2 separate regions of the Oryza sativa genome follow, and region 1 is linked to region 2. A link is a contact called in public HiCAR-type data. All regions are on one chromosome and are shown on one strand. The core of a region is the stretch at or near the end of the contact, and the rest is flanking DNA. Distances in the headings are between cores, read along the strand shown. Region 1 holds the start of LOC4346770 (L-type lectin-domain containing receptor kinase IX.1). Region 2 has its middle 6.9 kb from the start of LOC112936492.

The links. HiCAR-type assays count read pairs that join an accessible place to other places.
Region 1: a HiCAR-type map of leaf shows a contact between it and region 2, with 4 times the contacts expected there. The contact joins the promoter of LOC4346770 here to the enhancer-like site in region 2. A contact is called at or near these places in 7 of 15 Hi-C or Micro-C datasets (leaf, leaf mesophyll and seedling) and 2 of 4 datasets of contacts at active chromatin or transcription factors (both in leaf).

The regions. Positions count from the first base shown.
Region 1 is chr9:14,484,928-14,487,627 of ASM3414082v1, reverse strand. It overlaps LOC4346770 (L-type lectin-domain containing receptor kinase IX.1), which reads right to left and starts at 1,289. Exons shown (of 3, transcript XM_015755300.3): 1 at 698-1,289; 2 at 1-612. The coding sequence starts at 61.
Region 2 is chr9:14,436,275-14,438,974 of ASM3414082v1, reverse strand. No RefSeq gene overlaps it. Among protein-coding and RNA genes, the nearest start is that of LOC112936492, 6.9 kb to the right of the region's middle. Within about 2 kb of position 1,419, at least 14 of the 15 cell types and tissues checked have open chromatin away from gene starts, as enhancers often do. A contact at or near this core is called in leaf and seedling, where this site is marked.

The sequences.
Region 1 (2,700 bases), core at 40-2,539, 49 kb before region 2:
GGATGAGCAACAGCAAGTTGTAGAGGTGAAGCTGTGTGAATAGAAGGCGATGAGAGCTCATTGCTGCCACTGCTGATGCTTGGGAGAACTGCTAGCCATAATTTTGCAAGACAGCGGGGTAGCTGTCTGACTGGCCGGCCGGCTAACCAGGTTGAAGCCTTCCAAATGGCGGACTATTAGCATTTCATAATTGGCCCAAACCCATTCATTAATAGTAGGCTATGCAATATGTCTTATCACATAGTCCAACGCTTGCAACAATGTTGCATTGTGGAGTCATAACCGGCTTCAAGTGACATGCAATTGGTCTTATCACATAATCTGACAGAGCTATGCAGCTGTGGAGGAAACCAGTTAGGCCAAAGAAGACAAGCAAATGGAGCCAAAAGGTGGTACCTGTGGAGAGATGGGAGATGCAAAGAATTCATCCTTTGGGTCATCTTGTTGCTTTATTGCTTATTATAATGAACCAGAAACCAAATCTGTGCAACCTGATGGTAAAATCTGAATGAATCAAAGAATTCCTGGGCGCCCTCCAACAATATAGAACAGAAATGATCTCCACCCGGTATGTTCAGTGATATTGCAACATGTCTCTCCGTGTAAATTTCCCTGTTTAGCATAAGCATCCAACAGAAATCAGCACAAGACGAATCATGTAACGGCAAGACATCTAACAGAGGAAGAAGAGAGATACCGAGCGCCTGTCTGACCCTGCGCCGCCGGGACATGCGCACCAGAGCTGCAGAGCACTCCCGACGAACGTGCTGTAGCAAAAGCCCGAGCTGCACGGCGTGGGCGTGCACATGCCGGGGGAAGCAGGCGCAGTCTGGTCAACGACGCGTAACGGCGAGACGTTGTCCGGGTCAGGCAATTCGTCGAACATCCTGCGCGCGATGTGGGGCGAGCCGTGACAGCCGAGCAGGTGGTGTGGATCCTCAGGCGGGCGCGGCGGGGAAAGCTAGCTTGGAGCCATCACGCCACGCGCAGCAGGTGGTAGCGGAGATGTACGCCGGCGGGTGGATTGAGATTTTGAGGGTGCCTCTCCAATCACCTGCGGTTGCCCTACCTTACCACAGAATGGATTGAGAGTGATTAGGGGATGTCGCGCCGTCGCGTTGGCCGGCAGAGAAACTACGTTGCCGGCAACAGATCAAGGCTTTCATCATGTCCGGTGATGGAAAGCAGCTCGAGCTCCGGTTGACACAGAGCTCCGTCCACCGGCGGCCGGCGGGGAGCACGGGTCTTCTTGTCAGAGACTTCGGTGGTGTTATTTAAGATTGAAGATCAAGTCTATTACGTAAAATGCGATGGTATTAAGTATAATTAATTGAGTTTTAATTATTATAAATTTGAAAAATAGATTAATTTGATATTTTAGAGCAATTTTTATATAGAAAGTTTCATACAAAACCTATCATTTAGCAGTTTGACAAGCGACTATCTAAAATTTTATCCAATTCTAAGGGTCCACGTTACTATTAGCCAGCTGTAAACATATTTTAGTGAGATAAAATATGAGAGATAAGAGCATTAGACTACAGATCTGTAGCTAGCTGCAACGCGGACTCCAAGACGCAATGTATGTATGGGACCATATATTAATAGTATAATAAGCAACTATTATATGATCTAGCATGGTAGCCCGCGCAGATTGCGCAGCTAGCATCATTATATTTTCTCTCATGTAATAACATATATGTTTTCTCAATGTATTATTCAAATATATTAAAATGACAATATAATTTTAAATTTTATACTAACTTTACGAAACTACTAATGTGTAATATTTATATTGTATTATATATACGTGTTAGTTATTAATTATTTTTAATATCAAATTTTAGTTATTTGTAAATTATATACCTATATGGATTCTAGACTCGTCTTTCAATATTTCTTTTTTTTTAATTCTGAATTTTCGTTATCTGTAAATTGTATTTCTATATGGACTTTAGGCTCTTCTTCCATTTGTAAATTGTATTTTTATATGGATTCTAAACTCTACTTTAATTTTATTATGTTTATTCCAAATTTTAGATTAATTTTAAATTCCTATATGGACTCTATACTCTACTTCTAATATTTCTTATTTTTTAATTCTGGATTTCTATTTTTTTCTTAATTGTATTTCTATATGGACTCTATACTATACTTCTAATATTCCTTATTTTTAATTCTAAATTTCTATTATTTCCTAATTGTATTTCTATATGGACTCTATACTCTACTTCTAATATTCCTTATTTTTAATTCCGAATTTTAATTATTTCCTAATTGTATTTCTATATAGACTATATTCTACCTCTAATATTCCTTATTTTCTAATATTTCTTTTTTTTAATTCCGAATTTCAGTTATTTCCTAATTGTATTTCTATATGGACTCTATACTCTACTTCTAATATTCCTTATTTTTGAATTCCTAATTTCAGTTATTTTCTAATTGTATTTCTATATGGACTCTATACTCTACTTCTAATATTCCTTATTTTTAATTTCGAATTTCAATTATTTCCTAATTGTATTTCTATATGGACTCTAATCTCCTCTTCTAATATTTCTTATTTTTTATTTCCGAATTTCAACTATTTCTAAATTGTATTTCTATATGGAATGTAGTCTCCTCTTCTAATATTTCTTATTTTTTAATTCCGAATTTCAGCTATTTCTAAATTGTATTTCTATATGGACTCTGCTT
Region 2 (2,700 bases), core at 170-2,669:
AGGCGGCCGTCGAGCCCGGCCCTGGCCGAGCTCTGCCGCCGCCACCGCTCGCTGGGCTCGGTCAAGGAGGGGCCGGTGAGCCTGTTCGGAAGTAGAGCAGCAGCGGGATGCGCGAGCGGCGCGCCGCAGGACTACAACATTGTCACCAACCACAAGCCGCCGCCGCCGAGAAGCGTCGCCACGCTCTGCCCGCCGAGGACAACCACGATGTTGGCAAGGACCACCGCCCACCACCGCAGCCTCTTGCTGGACACAGGCGGCGGCGCCGCCGCAGTTGCATCTGCTCGAGACGTGCCCATGTCACACTCTGCTACCACGTCTTCTTGGCCTCGGACACCTGCACATACGAATCATCCGTCTCATCTATATAAAAGCTGGACTAGTTTCGATCGATCTCACATCACATCTCATTCTAAACCATAATCGATTTGGCAGTTCATGACCGAGAGAGAGACCTGTAATCTGCAGCTGAATTTCAGCAGCATCGCTCATTGTGAGGTTCAGAAAAAGGATAAACAACAAGATGTGCCTAGTGCTCGTCGTCCATAGGTCCAGCAGCAGTGGAAGGCTGGAACTTGCCAACTTGGAGTCGTCATCAATCAGTGAAACGATAAAAGGGTTGATAGCGCATGCACAAGGGGCTAATTTTGCCGTCAAACGTTTGAAAACTACTCCGGCGAGTCAATGTTTATGTCCTGCCCCGGCCGAGCTCTGCCGCCGCCACCGCTTGCTGAGCTCGCGTTGGAGGAGCGCGGCCTCATCAGAGACATGGCTGCTGCCACGACGATTACGGCCGCGAGGCAGCTGCTGCCTGCTGCCGCCGCCTCCGCCTCCGCCATTGGCGTCGGCGCCCATGTAGCTGCTCCCCCGCCGCCTACGCCCGCCTGCGCGCCACTCTGCCGCCCGCCCGCGAGCGGCTTCGTCCCCCACCGCCTGCGCCCGCCGGCTACCGCCGGTGCAACTGCTCCCCCACCGGTGCCCGTGAAGAAGACAGGAGAGAGGAAGAGAGGTGGAGAGGGGATGGGGAAAAAAGATGCTAACACATGGGGCCCATGTGGGTCCCACGCTGAGTCAGCTCACATCGAATAAAACCGGAGTCACAAAACATCGAGGGACCTAGTTTACACTGGTACTGTAAGTTGGGGGACACCAGATATCTGGTTTTATGGTTGGGGGATGATTTTCTAACTCGATGATAAGTTGAGGGACCTTCGGTGCACTTTTTCCTAAACTCGAGTCAGGGCCCAACTCCTAAACTGACCTGCTAATATTTGCAATGGCTTTGGTAAAAATAATATTTATTTATTTATATATTTTAAATATTTAAAAATAAATTCTAGAATCAATATATTATAAAAACATACTGCTCCCGCCCTCCTGGAGGGCGGGACAAACAAATCGTCATGGGGGAGGGTGAGGCATATGATGTGACAGCGGGGAGAGGGATGCGCCGTGGTAATTTTGTAGACAGTCCCTTCCCGCTCTCCACTAGGATGATTTATCGCCGGGAAGAGGGCTGCCAGCAAAATCCCACACACGTCCCTCCCGGCGATTAACCATACTAGTGCAGGGCGAGAAGGGGCCACCTTCAAAATTACCGCAACTAGTCAGGAAGAGTGGGGTATAAATCACACTAGCGTTGTGGTAATTTTGAAGGTGGCCTCTTCCCTGCTGCAACGTCATATACCCTGCTCTTCCATAGGGCGATTTATTTGCCTCGCCCTACAATAAGGTGGGAGGAGTATATTTTTATAAAATATTGAATCTGATTTTTTTTAATCTCTCTAAAAAAATCTCTTTGCAAAACAATGGGCTCTCAATTAATCCCAGATTTTCCCCTATAAAAAAAAATTAAACCCAGACTTTGTCAAGAAGCCCACAGTAAGGTTAGGGCATGCAGTGGGCCTAGTACCGCGGTTGGTGCGGGCGATGAGATTAACTACTGGCCCATCCAAAGGTTGGAGCTGCCTCAATCTGCCATAAGCCCACGCACCTGAATTACAGATCAAGATGATTTATGCATCGTGTCAAGAAAAGAAAAAACAGAAGATTTATGCATGATCCATTCCAACTTTGTGTAACACCTCAGAAACAAGATTGTGTAGATGGTAACGGATACTTACGAAAAAATTATAAAACGACACGGTCTGATATAAGGTTGTCTCCGATTCTTGCGTTGCGGCTGAAACAAAATCTTTATCTTTATCTTTATCTTTACTATTATAAAAATTAAAAATGTTTTTATCAACTTTTTGGTACGTCATCTGATTCCGGTCCTCCATAGCTGTGTCCCATATCCGTGCAAATCTGCCATGTACGCGATCTAATCGAATCAAAACAAAACCCTCATATCGAGTTTGATTACGTCGCCAATTCTAATTCATGCTCTCCTTATTGTTCGTTTCCTTTGTCATGTCATCTGTGTGTCCGTCTCCATCGTCGCCTACGTGGCTACGTGGGAATCCCGTTCGGATTTTCGGGACCGCTCACATGTGACAGGGAGTCCTCTAGGACACGGCATCCAGACGCACACAAGCCTCCAACTGCATACCTTCAAGAGATCCGCCGGCATGACGTACGGTTTGTATGAGTGGCTGCACACAATCCACTCATACGTTCGAACTTCGCATGCATGCGGCTTTGCACTCGCGTGGCCCTGTTCTCGTCGCACACGGTGGTATACTGGCCAATGTATATGCT